4 separate regions of the Sus scrofa genome follow, and regions 2, 3 and 4 are each linked to region 1. A link is a contact called in public Hi-C, HiChIP or PLAC-seq and promoter capture Hi-C data. All regions are on one chromosome and are shown on one strand. Each heading gives the region's core, a stretch centred on a gene start, on an enhancer-like site or on the middle of the called end of the contact. The rest is flanking DNA. Distances are from core to core; before and after follow the strand shown.

Region 1 (4,125 bases), core at 741-3,240:
AGAAAGATGTTCCTTACCACAGTCTCAGTATTATTCACAATCATCCAACATTATAACAATTTATAACTAATCTTGCTGGACGGAGAGATTCCAGCCAACTGTGACTAAATTTTTGTAGAGGCAAGTGATTTTAACACTTGTGCTGGTTTGGCAGGACATGAAAGGTAAGATAGATACCAAATGCTGCATCTGACCAACTGACGTTTAAGTGAAAAAAAAAAAAACTGCTGCAAAAGGAAAGCAGCTGTGAGTGGTATGAAAAGGCAGTTTGTTCTCCCAGCTCTCTTTCATCCACTACAGGGGAAGGAATACTTCTCCAAGTCATAAGGGGAACATTCTGCATATGGCAAAAAAAAAAAAAAAAAGTTAACTGAGATTTTGACCAAACTGGTCAGAATTAAAGAAAGAATGTGGACCACAAGCTCAACACTGATCTGATCTCTCACAATTCGACTCTTCACAAAAAAAAAAGCACCTGTTCATGCTGGTGGGAAAGGGACTGCAGGAATTTTGCCTTAATCTTGCCTAAGGAAACCCCTCCTCACGAGTGCTCTGGACACCTGGGCCTCTCTGCCCCTTGTGCTTGCTCAACAATAAAACTGTGTGCACCAAGAATTATGTGCACTTATGTCTCAAGGTTTCAACAGAACCAGCCAATTTACAGTCCACTTATCCTCAGGGTTTCAACAGAACCTGCCAATTCACAGTCAATGAAATCGCCTTTACAAATGTCTAAGTCATATAACCAGTTTAACTAGTCAGAGGTTTTCTGATCCTTTATCTCAACAATATGATCGACTTATGGACAATCTGTGATTATTATTAACACCATCAATAGCCAAATATTAGAACCTGAGACTCTCTAGGTGATGCCATTGGCTTTTTAATGTAGGCCTCCATACCTCAGCATACCAGTCCAGAACTATTCTTTTTTTAGGTTTCCTCAGGGGAAGATTTATCTCTCTTTTCTTCAAAAACTTATTTCATTACCTTCTAAACCTCATGGGAGTAAACGCTGATTACCTGACATTTCGACTGTGACACCTCATCTTGTATAGATGGCTTATATAAAAGCTTTTGGAAATTTGGCACACAGCTATTCGATTACCCCTCAGTCTCTTGAATCTTTGTGCCAACAGGAGCTGGAACATTGTAGGTGGAGACAAAGCAGCAGCATATGCAGAATTTATGACTCCCCAGTTAAAGGAGAAGAGGAAAAGTGAGACAGCCTAGCCCTGCTACTTTCCCCATGCCTCATTCACCAGCCTCACACCTGGACCCCACTCAGCAGTGACAAAGGCATTTATCACTTTCAGCCTGAGGTGCAATCTCCAAAACAACTAGTCTGCTTAGAGTTCTTAAAAGTTTACAGAAAAATATGTTCCTGGGCCGCAGCAGTGTAGCCCCAAGATAGGATTACAAGAATGTACCCAGGTCAAGCGTCCTCCACCTCACCCTAGGCGACTCATACACAGACCTCCACCTTCTCCCACTCCCACTATTGATAGCCACACAAAGGCGGGGTCACAGGCACACGGATCTCCTCCACGAACTCAGAATCGACCTCAGTCAAACACACACAGGGACATCCAATCACGTGCATGGTCACATGAACTGATACAGTCGGATCCACACAAACTCACGCCGACAGAGGCAGCCGCTCACAATACAAACCACTCTCACCTGCAGCCACAAACACATCAAACACTCACACCCTCCGCTTCTCAGGGCCCAGCCAAACCCTCACCTTCCGTGGCCGCCTCCAGTTCCCTTTCCCGCCTCCCCAAGGCGGCTTTTCCCTCCAGCACGGGTCCAGTCCAGGGAGGCTGCTGGGCCCGGGTCGGGGCCGGTGGGTGGAGCGCTCTGTACCCGCAAGCTCTGCAGACCTTGGGGGCGCGTTGGAAAGCCGGCCTCCGAGGGGCGGGGCGCGCGGCCAAGCAGGCCTGGGCCACCGCCCTCTCTCGCGAATCTTTCGCGCAGCTGGCCTGAGCCCCGCGCTTCCGGGTTTGGAGGGGCGGGGCCACGTCGCGAGGAAGGGGCGGAGCTGCGTGTCTCCGGCGGTCACCATGGCCACGGGCGGGTTGGACCGCAGGGCTGCACTCCGAGAGCTCTCCGTACATCCTGTCTGATGCGGTCTCCGCACTCGCTCAGGCTGTGGCGGCGGGCGCGGGTAAGAGGTCCGAGGAAATTCTGGGTCAGTTCTAGGTCACCTATGTGATGTGATCACCGAAGGAGAGGTTGTGGGAGTGGAAGAAAGGGGCACTTGACCCTCGGGACCTGCCTTTGCCTGCAGTTCACGCCCTCTTGGAGGAAACGGATGCTGGACGTTTTCTCTCCGCCGTATAAAGCTTTGAGGGAACCCCTTTGGGTTTCAGTCCTTGATGAACAGGGCTTTATATACCCTCTTTTCTTGGCAAGGTTTTTTTTCCTTTGCACAGCCACCGACGGCCTTCATAATCCTCCACTGTAACGTTCCCGCCTCCCTTCCCAGGCTTGTGCTGACGTTCTGGGGATTTCCGGGAACAGCTCCCACTGAACCTCCAACTCCCTCATCGTTTTCCCTTAAAGAAAATAAGAGAATATTAATATATTTGTAAACATTATTCTCAAGTAAGATGTTGCAGAGGTCACGACTCTCTTTTTCAATAGCATATTTTCAGCTGTGATAAGGTAGAATAACATGTTAAATCTCGTTTTAGGAAGTTTTTTAGTGATCCTGCCACAAAGTCTGTTGAAAATGCTTCTTCCTAATCTGTATTAGGGAAAACTTGTACTCTAATAAAAGCCTTTCCCTTTACCCAGGCAATTGTTTTGGGAATTAAGGTCAAGAGAGGATCCGAGTAAACTATCTTAAACTATGACCTCTGCCCTCCTGCTCAGGAGCTTTGGATTCCAGTCTAGAACCTGGACGAATCTCAAACGCATTTCTCAAGAACACAATATATCCATCACCCCCCAGCCAAAATCACCTTTCAGTAATAGAGAGATCTTTTATTATAAGCACCACATAGGAACTATACAGGGAATGTGTTTTCACGGAAGAATTTTAACCTCGGACTTTTTCCCAAAAACTTAGGTAATGAATGGGATAACTGGCAAATCACTGGTTGTATATAAAACCCATTATGGGTACCCATTACATTGTTTATCTTCTCCCACAGTGGTCTGGGAGCTGTAATTTTTTTTTTAATTAAAATTTTTCTTTTTAGGGCCAAGCCAGCAGTATATGGAAGTTCCTAGGTTAAGGATCAAACTGCAGCTGCAGCTGCAGGCCTACTCCACAACCATGGCAACACTGGATCTGAGCCCCTCCTGTGACCTATGCTGCAGCTTAGGGTTAAGCTGTGGATCCTTAGCACATGTGACCTATGCTGCAGCTTAGGGTCAAGCTGTGGATCCTTAACACAGTGAGCAAGGCCAGGGATCGAACCCACATCCTCATGGATGCTAGTCAGATTCTTAACCAGCCTAGCCACAACAAGAACTTCTGGGAAATTTAATTTAGAGCAAAGGGAACAGAGTGCTTTAACTAATGCCTTAGCTATTATAATCTGGCTAATAATAAATACTAAATGTGTACTGAATGAATTGATGTGCAAATAAAGAAATCAATCCACATGTATTCCTAAATCTGTACTCCTTAGATCCCATACTCCCAGACCTCGCTTGACTATCAGCCCTAATGAGACTTGAACTATGGATATGTGTAAATGGATTAGAAGTCCTTATTCTGTTAATTTGGTAATATTTTTTAACTTGACTCTTGATAATGGAAAACCATGCAGACTATTGCCTTTGGAATGGATAAGCAGTGAGATCCTGCTGTATAGCACAGGGGACTATATCTAGTCACTTATGATGGAGCATGATAATGTGAGAAAAAAGAATGTATACATGTATGTGTGACTAGGTCACCTTGCTGTACAGTAGAAAACTGACAGAACACTGTAAACTTACAGCTATAATGGAAAAAATAAAAATCATTTAAAATTTAAAAAAAGAAAACTATTTCACTATGTGGATACACTTTGTTATATGTATACTTTTATTAAAAGAGCAAACCCAAAATAATGAATGTTTTGTTTCCCTTAGAAAAGGAACCCATGGTCATGTTTGGTTCTTCAC
Region 2 (4,125 bases), core at 543-3,042, 250 kb before region 1:
AAGGGCTGTCTATTCCTCCTTTCCATTCCCACAAAAAGAGGATAACAGACCTAGATTCTCAAGATGCCATGCCATTGGCGGACTCGGGCTGGCAGCAGGCCTCTGAATTGCTAAGCGTGGGAGCTGGCAGTGTGACCCTCCCACCATCCCTCCCACAGTGAGGAGCCCAGCCCAGCTGTGGGCCAGTGCCGCCATTCTGCACCAAACCTATAGCACGGCAGGCCTGCGCCCAACACTGGATTGGAAGGAGGCATCAATGCCTGCCCCACCAGGGGCTCTGCGGTTTCTTCCCCAGACCAAGAGGAAGGGAGCTCAGGGTGGATAAATCGCCTTTGGTTTCCTGGTCAAGAGCATACCAGGGTGCAGCAGGAAGGGTCTCTCAGCCCTAGAATGACACAGCAGAGGCCCCTTGAGAAAGCTATGAGGTCTGTCCCCTTTCCAGACCAGTTTTTGTCTCTGCCCGCCCAGCTCCTGGTCTCCATTCACTGATAGCCTTAAGGTTTATATCCACCACACTACCTCCCCCTCAACACACACACACCCACACACGCACCCACACACCCTCCCAGATTTCGCCATCCAATTAACCACCCAGCTGTTGGTGATTCCACGAAGCCGTCTCAGACTCCTTCCTCTCAGCACACGGCCAGTGGACCTTCCTTGCAGAATCCCACCATGGCCAGCTTTGGAGTCCTGGCTTGGCTACCAGAGCAAAACCAGAGGGAGGAGAACTGGGAACTGAGTGTCCTTAGGCATCTCCTTCCCAATTCTAACTGCCAGCTGACATCTTTGCCAAAGCCCAGACTCTGAGGCCGTGAAGAAAACTCGTCCACCCCCTGCACCCCCGCCCCCAAGACTTCAGCTCTAGTGAACCAAGGTGCCGCGCGGCCGGTCCAGGCCTCCAAGGTCACGGGGAGGGGTCAGGGTGGAAAGTGCAAAGGAGTGAGGGTGCCGCCCGCCCACCGTGCTAATCCCGCTCAGTTCCTCCCAGCCGAGGCGGGAGACCCGGCCACGCGGGAGCAGTATAAGAGGGCAGCAAGCCGGGACAAGAGTGAAGAACCAAGGGCTGGCGGGCAGCAGATATGGGGCGGACGCGGCGCCGCTCGTCCACCTCGGGACCACGGACGGCAGTCGGCTCGCCGCCCGCCCGGAGCCCGGGAGTTCGGGGAGACAATGCCCGCCCGGCGGGGCAGCCCAGGCCGCACGCCCCCGCCCGCCGGACACGGGCTGCTCCTCTCCGGCCGAAGGGCAGCGGCGGGAAGGCGCCGGGAGCGATTGCCAGACCGCGCGGGGGGCCCCGCGTGCCCAGTCCCCCGCCCACCTCCGCGTGCACTTCGCCCGACAAATCCTGGGGCGCATACCCACCTCCTCTTCCAGGGTGCCGCCGGAGCCCGACCCCGTGACGGTGCTGGTGTCCGTGCTGGTGCTGTGTTCGCCGTCCGGCTTCAGGTTGCTCATGGTGCGGGGGGTGGGGTGGGGGTGGCGAGGAGAAGGGAACGCCGAGGGCGAGCGCGGCGCCCGGCCCCAGCGAGGAGGTGGGAAGGGGCGCGGTGAGCGGTGCGCTCCGGGGCTGCGGGGCGGGGTGGCGGTGGGGGCTGCGAGGGGCGGTGAAAGGCAGCCGCCGCGTCGGGTTGGGGTCACATCAAGTTTGGCGGGTGCGGCGACGGAGGCACTGGGAACCGGAGCGGAGCCGGAGCGGCCGCCGCCTCCGCCTTTTCACTGCGACCCGCGAGTGCGCCCGCGGCGGCGGCGGGGGGCGGGGGCCGGAACCGGCCTCAGCTGGGGCCCGGCCAGCCCCTTCCCCCTCCCTCCCTGCGGTCTCCGGGGGAACGTGCAGCCAATCCCCGCAGCCCACTGCGGGCTCGCCCCGGCCCGGGCCGTGGCGCGCCAGCCTCTGGCGGGGCTTTTCCCCTCTCTTCCTTGTCCTTTTTCTCTCCCTCTCTCATCTTTCCCCTTTCCCTTCTCCACGACTAGTTTTTAAACTTTGATGAACTCATCTAGCGAACTTTCTTAAAGGGACCGCGCGCACCGCGCCATCCCAGCTTGCGGGAGGTGGAACCGGGTGCCGGGCACCCCGCGCCCCCTTGTGCCTCGTCATCATCCCACCCAGGCGGCCCCAGGCGAGGGAGCGCCCAAAGCGGGACTCTTGCGTCTTCGGCTTCAAGGAGTCCCAACTATGTACTCTGATCTGGGGTTATAGGGTGTCCAACGCGCTTTCACCCTCAAATCCAGCCACCCAGTCCTCGTCCACCGTCTCCTTCCCTCCCAGCGCAGAACTGTTGGGGCCTGGGGCCTGGGATTGATGGCCCAGGGGAGGCCGAACACCTAGGCTTTGGCCTGGGCTGGGCGCCCTTTGCTGCGTGACCTTGAAGAAATCACTTCCCCTCTCTGGCCTCAGGCTTCCAGCCCAGAGGGTGGGACTTAGATCTCAAACACCCCTCCCGCCCCGCAGTCACTGAATAGGACTCTAGGTGAGTCACGGGTATCCAAAAGATTAGCCCCGGGAGGGGGGGACCTTGTATGATCGAGGTCCCATTCGCCGCCCCCTTCTCTCAGCTTTTGGGTCCTCTCCTCCCCGGTTTAAATACCACCCAACACACACTCAGGCATCTTTTCCCCTCCTCCTTTTCAGAGCCCCAGGCTTGGGTGGGTCTGTGGTGACTCCCCTCTGTAAGCCTCAAGAGCGCGGCGTCTGGTGGGTTTTCCTCTGACTTTTGAAAACCCACGCCTACTGGGGCCGGTCTTTGACGCCACCTTGTACAAACCGGCGCCCACCTCAGGTAGCGCTTAAGGCACAGCAGCCCTTAGCCCCGCAGAGCTGCTTGGCCCCTCCTGGGCGCCCCGCCCCCGCCTGGAGCTGCAACCCCAGGCATTCCGGTCGGAGGCTCGGGAAAGACACTGCCTAGCGCCTCCCAGAATCTGGCGTCTCCAGGTGTGATCTGTCACCTTGCAGAAGTTGGTTTCTGTTCTGACTTTCCCCCGCCAAACCTGGATTTTAAGGTTTGAAGCAATGCATAGTGCCGGTGGAGTGAGAAAAGCTGGGTTTGCAGTCATGAACCAATTAGGATCTCAGACCTTGGAGAACCCTTCAGAGCCTCAATAGCCAAAATAGAACCGGCACCATCCTACAGCAGCATGGAGTGTAGAAATATGTACAATGTTCGCCTGTGACTTAGTTACCCCAACAAAGTATAATCACTAACCTGCCATTTCACGAATGAGTAAATTGAGGATTATAGATAAGCAATATCTTTAACTATAACATTAGTAAATAATTGTTGAGCAGCCACTTTGTGCTATGGAAAGGTCAGGGGCACCAAGATTTCCCACCACCTCCATTGCCAGCACTTTATTCAGTCAGACCTTAGGATGAGGGAAACTGCCTCCTATAGGAATCAGGCATCTCCATGAGTGATGATGTTTCACTTTACCCAGCATTTTCTAGGGACTTCCAGCCTCTGGCACCTCCAGATAGAGCCATCCTGTGACTTCCCAGATATCATGACCACCCTTCACAGGCCTCTGTCCAATCTGGCTCTTTTTTCCACTCCTAGCCCCTTCTCTAGAATAGGTCTCATTAGGTGGTGCTGATCTTGGAGAGACAGCAGTGGGTGATGGTTTGGAGTGAGATATTAGTTTTCTGCTCAGCAATTGAATCTGGTTGAAAACCAGAAATCCTAGCCATAGACTAGAGGCTAAAAGCAGAACTGGCCTGATTCTTGCCCCCTATTGAGAGCAAAAATGTTTCAAGGAGGCAAAGACAGTGAAAACAGGTATAAAGTTTATTTATTGTTAGAGTCACAGTACACATGTGGGAGAGCACCCACAGAAGTAGTTTAAATCAGAAGTAAGGCAGTAATACACACCCTAAAGAGGCATGCCGGTGCAGGCAAGTCGTGTCCTCGTCCCCCACGGGGGGGGGGGGGGGGGGGGGCGGTGAGGAGTGCACCAGAGAGGTGATTTAAATCACTCTTTAAAGCACAGTTCTTCCGGGTCTTTGTTTTCCTTTAGCCAATTATCTTGTTTTATTTCTCACATCTGACTGGACACAGGACCCTCCCTGATAGGAGTTTGCAGTTTTTTGGCAAAGAGGGATTCCAGAGCAAAGAATGCCAGGACGGTATC
Region 3 (4,125 bases), core at 454-2,953, 210 kb before region 1:
CAGTCAGGTTCATTACCACTGAGCCACGAGGGGGATCTCCTGATTTCTCTGTTAATGTGACCTGGACCCACTTTTCCTATTCTCCTTACTCAGTCTCAAGGATTGCACTATGAGAACCACATGCACGATGCCCATATCCCTCTTATTTTCAAAAGTCCGATGAGCATCTTCTCTGAAACAACCAGCCTGCCATCTCAAATACCACCACCATCTCCCTCCTAAACGTGGGCCACTTTAGTCTTTTCCATCTCAGTGGCACACCCACTCCCCAAGGCGTTGTCCTCACGGTGTTGGACTTGGCCCCCACCCGGGGCTCCGTGGGCAGTTTCACTGGCGTGGTGTCCGTGACCCGGGTGACCGCCGCGCGCCGCAGCTCCTCGGGCTGCACCGGGCTGATGGTGACGAAGTCGCGGGGCCTTGGGCCAAGAAGTTGAGTGCGGGCGGAGGCTGGCCTGGGACCCGGGGCCGCGGCCAGCTTGAGGCGCAGCGTACGCAGGAAGCGGCGCAGGCGGTCTGGAGGGCAGTCGGAGAGCAGCAGCTGCACAGCGCCGGCCGGGGAAGCGCCATAGGCCGGGAGCCTTAGAGTGCTGCGCCCCATCGCTGCGAAGCGCGTGAAAAGGCGCGCAGCGCGCAAGGGGAAGCAGCGCGGCCGCCCCGCGGGTCCCGGCGCCTTCAGCCTAAGCATCAACTCCCGGCGCTCGTTACGACCCAGGCTCAACTCCGCGGTGCGTAGCGCCTGGCGCCTTCGCGGCTGCCCTCCCGGGCTCAGCTCTTCCACAGCCACGCGGCACCGTAGCTCCGCGTCCTCGCTTTCTGCTGCCGCTGCCTGGGTGCCCGACAGCATTGCCATCGCCTCTGCGGGTCTGTAAAAAGACCGGAGCTCAGGGGTCACGGGGACTCAAGGAATATATCATAGGTTGTATAGAAGCCGTGACGGGGAGCCCGGTGAAGGCCACATAGGGTCACAGAGGCTGTCACTGGTAACACAAAGAGGTCACGGAAATGGTAAAAGGGCCCTAGAGTAAACCGGATTTTCTCTTAGAAATTACTACCCTACACAATAATTTCCAGGGCAGCGGATGGGCAGCGTCAATTGCATCCAGCATTGGAGAACCGCAGCTGTCCGCCAAGTGCCACAGAAGGGAGCCCTGGAACGGAAAAGAAGCCTGCTTCCAAGAGACCCATAGGCGGACACGAGAATCCTGAGTCCTGTCCTTAAGAAGCCAGAGACTTTCACGTTGAGGAGGTGAACAGGAAACATACTCCCTAATAAGCGTCTTATGTCTTCCAGGTACGTTCACTAGTTTACATGCGGCCAAGCAGGTCTCACTCTTCTCCGTGTACAGAAGTGGAAAACAGGCTGAGAGAGGCCACAAGGGGTGGTAGGAGTCAGGGCTCGTGTGATTCTGAAGCCCTGGCGCTTCCCATCTTCAGGGTAGGGATAGAGTAGAGAATCTTTGGTTAGGGAAATCGCAGAGGGACCCTGGGGTGCGGGAATCCATTCTCCCTCCGTCTGACCCACTCGTGTGCACCCTCCCGGCAGGGACCCCTTGAAGAAGAAGGTTCTCTGCCTCCCACCTCTGGCATCCGAGTGAACACTCACTTGCGACGGACAAGCTGAACAGAGCCGGCATGCACGCAAAGGTAGGACACTGGGAACTTTCAAATCCTGGGAGTAGAGAATCACCCTATCATCGGCCGGATCTTTAAATTTTCCAGCCAATCATAGACAGCGGGCGTGGCAACGGGCGTGTCTTTGGGTGTCTACTCTTGGAGCCTGGGCTGTACCAATAGCACGCCGGAGGGAGAGGCTTATTGTGCTGGCGGAGCGTACCAAGTCGCGCGGACAGGTAGGAGTAGGGGGAGGAAGAAGTGAGCGCATCCGGGCGGCGCGTGGTGTTGTGTGTCTGACTTATTTTCAAGCCTCCAGCACACTCTCCTTCCTCCGCTTTAAGCCCTCACACAGCAGCTGAACTTGGCCTTGGGGAAGAGCTGCCTTTGATCCCTCGCATTCCTGTTTACATTTATAGGACCGTTTGCTCATTTCTGGGCAAACCACATCCCTCCACCGCCTGTTGCTACTGCTGTCTCTGTCTGCCCCGAAACTTTCTACACTTCCTCTGCCCTTGTAAGCGTCGTTTTACGTATTCGTCCTTCCCATCCGGCTGAGGGCCAACAGTGTAGAACTCAGACCTGTGGCCGGATGCTCAAGAGTACAAGGGAAGTGAATGAGCCTCTGTTTTCAGGGAATCAGTAATCCCTCTTATTGCTCTGGCTGCTCAGGGAATTTATTTATTTTTTATTTTTATTTTATTTTTTTGTCTTTTTGCCATTTCTTGGGCTGCTTCCCACAGCATGTGGAGGTTCCCAGGCTAGGGATCCAATCGGAGCTGTAGCCGCCGGCCTATGCCACAGCCACAGCAACACGGATCCGAGCTGCAACTGCGACCTACACCACGGCTCACTGCAACGTCAGATCCTTAACCCACTGAGCAAGGCCAGGGACCGAACCCGCAATCTCATGGTTCCTAGTCAGATTCGTTAACCACTGAGCCACGACGGGAACTCTGGGAATTTATTTTTAATTATCTTTTTTTCTCCTCATTAAATCTTGGAATGACAGAGCTGGAAGGGATCTTACAGGTGAGTCAGCCCCCTCATTTATTGAATTGCCCCCATTTTTCAAGTGAGGAAACCAAGGCTCCAAGAAGTTTGTTTGTTTGTTTGTTTGTTTGCGGGGGGAGTCTGTACCCACTGTATATGGAAGTTCCTGGGCCGGTGATCCAAACCCAGCTGCAGCTGTGAACTATGCTACACCTGCAGCAATGCTGGATCCTTAAGCCACTGTGCCACAGTGGAAACTCCGTTTAGACTATTTTTAAGTGCACAATTCATTACCTTTAAGAACATTCAGGGAGTTCCCTTTGTAGCTCAGTGGTTAATGAACCCGACTAGGATCCATGAGGATGTGAGTTGGATCCCTGGCCTCGATCTGTGGGTTAAGGATTGGGCATTGCCATGAGCTGTGGTGTAGGTCGCAGATGCGGCTCGGATTCCGCATTGCTGTATATGTGGCTGAGGCCGGCAGCTGTAGCTCCAATTGGACCCCTAGCCTGTGAACTTCCATATGCCGCCGGTGTGGCCCTAAAAAGAAAAACAGACAAACAAAAAACGTTCAAATGTTGTACAACCATCACCACTATCTCCAGAAAAGTTTCATTATTCTCAAACAGAAACTTTGTACCCATTAGACAATAACTCCCTTCCCTAAGGTTGTCAGATCTAAAGGTGACAAATGACTCTTGTAAACAAAAAAACAAACAAAACCCTCAAGTGAAATGGAAGCATAGAAGTAAAAGGTGGAGTTCACCCTCATTTTTTATTATTAAAGAAAAATACACACCATTAAAAAAAAAAAAAGACAATGACCCCCTGTTCTCTCTCCTTTCAGCCTCTGGTACTCTCAACATTTTATTCTGAAAATATTCCAACATGTTTATGCTTACCTTTTATTTTTTATCTTTTTAATGACTGAACCCACAGCATATAGAAGTTCCAGGGACAGGGGATGAATCCGAGCCACAGATGCAAATTATGCTGCATCTGTGGCAACGCTGGGTCCCTTAACCCACTGCGGCGCAGTAAGAACTCCTTACTTTTTAATTTTTATTATTTTTATTTATTTTTGGCCACCTGCAGTGGCTTGATGTGGGATATCAGTTCTCAGATTACGGATGGAACCCCAGGATGAAGCGATGAAAATTCTGCAGTCCTAATCACTAGACCACCAAGGAACTCCCAATTTCTTACCCTTTTTCCCCCCTCCTTTTTATGGCCGCACCTGCGGCATATGGAAGTTCCCAGGCTAGGGATTGAAGCAGCGATGCAGCTGCCGGCCTACACCACAGCCACAGCAGCGCGAGACCTGAACCATGTCTGCAACCTACAGCACTGCTCACCGCCGATCCCTAACCCACTGAGAGAGGCCAGGGATCAAACTGGCATCCTCATGAATACTAGTTGGGTTCTCAACCAGGTGAGCCACAGCAAGAACTCCAGGAACTCTATGCTTTAATTACTTTTAATTAAGTACCAAGTGAGAAATTGCTGGGTCACGGACTTTAT
Region 4 (4,125 bases), core at 738-3,237, 140 kb before region 1:
CCCCTTCCCTGGGGCCCAGACCACACGAAGCTGCCTCACTTACCAACCCAGGAATGCCAGGTCATCCTGCCCCATCCCTTTTATAGGCAGACACCTCTTTCAGAAATTAAGCCTTTAGGAGTTCCTAAAGGCTCAGCAGAAATGAACCAGACAAGTATATGTGAGGATGTGGGTTTGATCTCTGGACTTGCTCAATGGGTTAAAGATCTGGCATTGCTGAGAACTGTGGTGTAGGTGGCAGATGTGGCTCGGATCTGGTGTTGCTCTGGCTGTGGCATAGGCTGGCAGCTGCAGCTCCAATTGAACTCCTAGCCTGGGAACTTCCATATGCTGCAAATGCAGCCCTAAAAAGCAAAAAAAAAAAAGAAGAAAGAAAAAGAAATTAGGCCTTTAGAAGTTCTTTAGGGTTAAGCATTTGACTTCTACATTTTTTATTTTTATATTATTTATTTATTTATTTGGCTTTCTGGAAATTCCCACAGCTGCTAGGACAATGGCTCCTTAACCCACTGGGCCACAGAGGATCCCCCCCATTCTACATTTATTTTTATTTTTGCTTTCTTTTAAGGGCTGCACCCATGGCATATGGAGGTTCCCAGGCTAGGGGTCGAATGGGAACTACAGCTGCCAGCCTATGCCACAGCCACAGCAATGTAGGGTCTGAGTGGTGTCTGCAGCCTACACCACAGCTCACCGCAACACCGGATCCTCATCCTCAACCCACTGAGCGAGGCCAGGGATTGAACCCTCATCCTCATGGATACACGACAGATTCATTTCCACTGCACCACAATGGGAACTCCCATTTTACATTTTTTTTTAAATGCATTTTACTGGAGTTCCCATTGTGGCTCAGCAGTAACAAACCCGACTGGTCTCCATGAGGATGCAGTTTCCATCTGGCCTTGCTCCATGGGTTATGGATAGGGTGTTGCCTTGAGCTGTGGTATGGGTAGCAGCTGAAGCTCAGATCCAGCATGGCTGTGGGTAGGCAGGCAGCTGCAGCTCCGATTTGACCCCCTAGCTTGGGAACTTCCATATGCTGCAGGTGCAGCCCTGAAAAAAGCACTACTATGACAGGAATCAATGATAATTCCCAAACATTGTGTGAATAAAGTTATTCTCTCTTTCCCCTCAGGTTTGGAAGGGCCTGAGGCCCTCGGGAGGTTCTTGGCGAAGTAGGGGGGGTTCTTTGGAGTGGGGATTAACCTGGCAGTTAACCCCACATTACTAACATCCCCTCCACAACTCTTTCTCCCTCACCCAGCCCTCACCCAGGTCCTTAGCCTGGAGTTCAAGGACCTGCACCGGTAATTCTACAGAAAGCCTCAGAGCAGCAGGAAGCACAGAGTGGAGGATCCAGCAGGGAAAGCCTCTTCCTTCACCAGAGGACTTAGCCAACCTCAGGTCAGGCAACACTCTGTATCCTCCAGTCTCTCCTGGAGGCCCTCTGCCCTTCGACCTGCTAGTGATGGGTACAGATTGCTTGTGTGCACACTTGAGAGAATTAGGTACTTAGCGCCTGCGGTTCTTCACTGGCTCTGGCTCCCCCGCGAGTAGACCACAGGAACTGCAGTCGAGCCAAACCGGCTCCGCCCACTCCCGGCAGAGTTCCGGGAGGAGGAGCAACTTCGACAAACTCCTCCGCCAATCGCTCTATAATGCACTTGTGGGCCTCCTCCGCTGCGGTGTACTCGGCGTAATCGCATGCGCTGGGTTTCCCTCAAGTAACTTTCCTTGCTGACGACAGAGTTGCTCTCTAAAGTTGGGGTGTCCCAGTAGACGCTGGCCCGAAAGCCGTTCTCGGGCCTCATCGGCGGCTGCAGCCCCATCCGAAATGCAGCACTGGGTGAGACACCCCGTGCTCTGGAGACCGCAGAGCTCGCCCTTGGAGAAGAACCGCTGGATTTCACTTTGAACTCTCTCCTGCTTGCGGTGCGTCTCTGGGCGAGTCATAACCTCTCTGAACTTCACTTATCTCCTCTGTAAAATGGAGCTTAGATATGCTAGCACTTGCATCGTAGGGTTGTGAGAAGACTCAATGGAACAGTCCAAGGGGCACGAGGAGAGCAAGATAACAATTACCATTCACTGTGTGCCCCTGGGGGGATTGCTCTAGGCATTTTCAAATGACCCTCTGAAAAGGTCTCCTCCACAGAAGAAGAAATTGAAGGAAGAAATTGAGATGTAGTGATTTTCCCAGACGCAGAGCTGGGACTCACTCCAGTAGACCTGCGTACACAGTGCCAGGAAGTGTGGGTGGGAGTCTAAGGTTCGTGAGTTTAGGGGACGCTCAGACACCTGAAAAATATCCATCCCTTTCTCCCTTTGGTCGTTAATCAGAATTTCTTCCTCTGACGGATTGTTCATCCCTTCTTAATATAATGCTTTTGTGGGCAGAGACCTAAAAGATCATCCATGCGTATTTCCTTATGAAGAGAGAGAGAGACTTGTGTAGGGTCACAGGGCTGGACGGTTTAGAACTGGACTGGAGCTCAGTTCTGTGCCTGTGCTCCTGCTCCTCCACCCACCCTTCTGCCGTGGGGGAGCAATGTTAGCATGCTCCTTCCCACTGGCAATCAAACAGCACACTTAGTGCAGGGTCCTCTCCAGGGGCTGCACACTGGTGACTCCTGACCCCACTTGCCCAGGACCTTCTATCACTCTCTTCCTCCCTTTTCCAGACACTCCCACCCTCTCCACCCTCACAGGGCTAATTCTCCAAGTAGAGAGGAAACCAGTGCAACCTCTGGCTACCAAGTACTGGCACAAGATAACCAATAATTTACCACTGTGTGTGCTTATGTGCATGTGTGTGCATCTTTTTTCTTTTATTAGAAAGGGGCTAACATAATATAAATAGCAAGTCATTGCCAGTGGCATCTTTGGGTAGATGAATTGTGGGTATTTTTTTCCCTTGTCTGTATTTTTTTTTCCTTTGGCTATGCCCACAGCATACCAAAGTTCCTGGGCCAGGGATCGAACCCTAGCCCCAGCAGTAACCCTAGCCATGGCAGTAAAAACACTGAGTCCTTAACTACTAGGTTACCATCCTTGTCTGCATTTTAAATTTTCTCTAGCGATGAACAAACATTATTAAGATAAGAAATAAGTCTTATTTAAAAGTTGTTTTAAAATTCTCTTAAGGGGTGTTCCCTTTTTGGCTCAGCAGGTTATGAACCCAGCTAGTATCCATAAGGATGTGGATTAGATCCCTGACCTTGCTCAGTGGGTTAAGGATCTCAAGTTGCCATGAGCTGTGGTGTAGGTTGCAGATGTGGCTCAGATCCCTCATTGCTGTGGCTGTGATGTAGGCTAGCAACTGCAGTTCCAATTTGACCCCTAGCCTGGGAACGTCCATATGCCTCGGGTGCGGTCATAAGAAGAAAAAAATTCTCTTAAGTCCAGCAATCATAAAAATGAACTAGAGATAAGAACAGTTTTTTTTTTTTTTGCTTGAAAAAATGTTTTTTTCAAACATAAAGATAACCAACTTTGCCCATAATGATAGCGATGCGAATTAAAATTACACCGAGCTAGCACTTCTCACCTATCAGATTGGCAAATATCCAAGTTTGTCATCAAGTTCTTTTGGGGAGGCTGCGAAGAAAGAAGTTCTTTTCTTTTCTTTTCCTTGTTTTTTTTTTTTGGTTGCACCAGTAGCATGTGGAATCAAATTCGAGCCCCAGCTGCAGCAATGCCGGATCCTTAACCTGTTTTATACATTGCTGATGGGAGTGTGAAACAGTATAGAGCCTACATAGGGCATGTGGCAATAACTAGCAAAATCTAGAAATCTACATCTTTGACCCAGAAATCTACTTCTGGAGTTCCCGTGGTGGCGCAGTGGTTAACGAATCCGACTAGGAACCATGAGGTTGCGGGTTCGATCCCTGCCCTTGCTCAGTGGGTTAAAGATCCGGCGTTGCCGTGAGCTGTGGTGTAGGTTGCAGACGCGGCTCGGATCCCGCGTTGCTGTGGCTCTGGCGTAGGCCAGTGGCTACAGCTCCGATTCGACCCCTAGCCTGGGAACCTCCATATGCCGCGAGAGCGGCCCAAGAAATGGCAAAAAGACAAAAAAAAAAAAAAAAGAAATCTACTTCTAAGAATAGATCCTATAGATGT

Evidence for each region. Promoter capture Hi-C pulls out the DNA fragments that hold promoters and counts their contacts. Hi-C and Micro-C count contacts between places; a contact is called where the count stands out from the background. HiChIP or PLAC-seq counts read pairs in DNA pulled down with a chosen protein or histone mark.
Region 2: a contact with region 1 is called in an H3K27ac HiChIP or PLAC-seq map of alveolar macrophages. The contact joins the promoter of RBPMS2 here to the promoter of SPG21 in region 1. A contact is called at or near these places in 1 of 5 promoter capture datasets (fetal liver) and 1 of 2 datasets of contacts at active chromatin or transcription factors (alveolar macrophages).
Region 3: a contact with region 1 is called in a promoter capture Hi-C map of liver, with 4 times the contacts expected there. The contact joins the promoter of PIF1 here to the promoter of SPG21 in region 1. A contact is called at or near these places in 3 of 5 promoter capture datasets (fetal liver, fetal skeletal muscle and liver), 10 of 47 Hi-C or Micro-C datasets (alveolar macrophages, blood, fetal heart ventricle and 5 more) and 2 of 2 datasets of contacts at active chromatin or transcription factors (alveolar macrophages and skeletal muscle).
Region 4: a contact with region 1 is called in a Hi-C map of alveolar macrophages, with 2.3 times the contacts expected there. The contact joins the enhancer-like site here to the promoter of SPG21 in region 1. A contact is called at or near these places in 1 of 5 promoter capture datasets (liver), 6 of 47 Hi-C or Micro-C datasets (alveolar macrophages, embryonic fibroblasts, fetal heart ventricle and 3 more) and 2 of 2 datasets of contacts at active chromatin or transcription factors (alveolar macrophages and skeletal muscle).

The regions. Positions count from the first base shown.
Region 1 is chr1:107,009,689-107,013,813 of Sscrofa11.1, reverse strand. SPG21 (spastic paraplegia 21 (autosomal recessive, Mast syndrome)) reads right to left here and starts at 1,990. Exons shown (of 9, transcript NM_001244929.1): 1 at 1,748-1,990.
Region 2 is chr1:107,256,969-107,261,093 of Sscrofa11.1, reverse strand. It overlaps RBPMS2 (RNA-binding protein with multiple splicing 2), which reads right to left and starts at 1,792. Exons shown (of 7, transcript XM_021093786.1): 1 at 1,366-1,792. The coding sequence starts at 1,458.
Region 3 is chr1:107,216,158-107,220,282 of Sscrofa11.1, reverse strand. PIF1 (ATP-dependent DNA helicase PIF1) reads right to left here and starts at 1,703. Exons shown (of 11, transcript XM_021093760.1): 1 at 1,604-1,703; 2 at 287-863. The coding sequence starts at 850. It overlaps LOC110260912 (a long non-coding RNA gene), which reads left to right. Exons shown (of 3, transcript XR_002344495.1): 3 at 1,072-1,207.
Region 4 is chr1:107,151,738-107,155,862 of Sscrofa11.1, reverse strand. ANKDD1A (ankyrin repeat and death domain-containing protein 1A) reads left to right here. Exons shown (of 21, transcript XM_013992888.2): 3 at 1,268-1,935. Among named protein-coding and RNA genes, the nearest start is that of ANKDD1A, 32 kb to the left of the region's middle. Within about 2 kb of position 1,987, at least 37 of the 83 cell types and tissues checked have an H3K27ac peak or open chromatin away from gene starts, as enhancers often do. A contact at or near this core is called in alveolar macrophages, embryonic fibroblasts, fetal liver and 2 more, where this site is marked.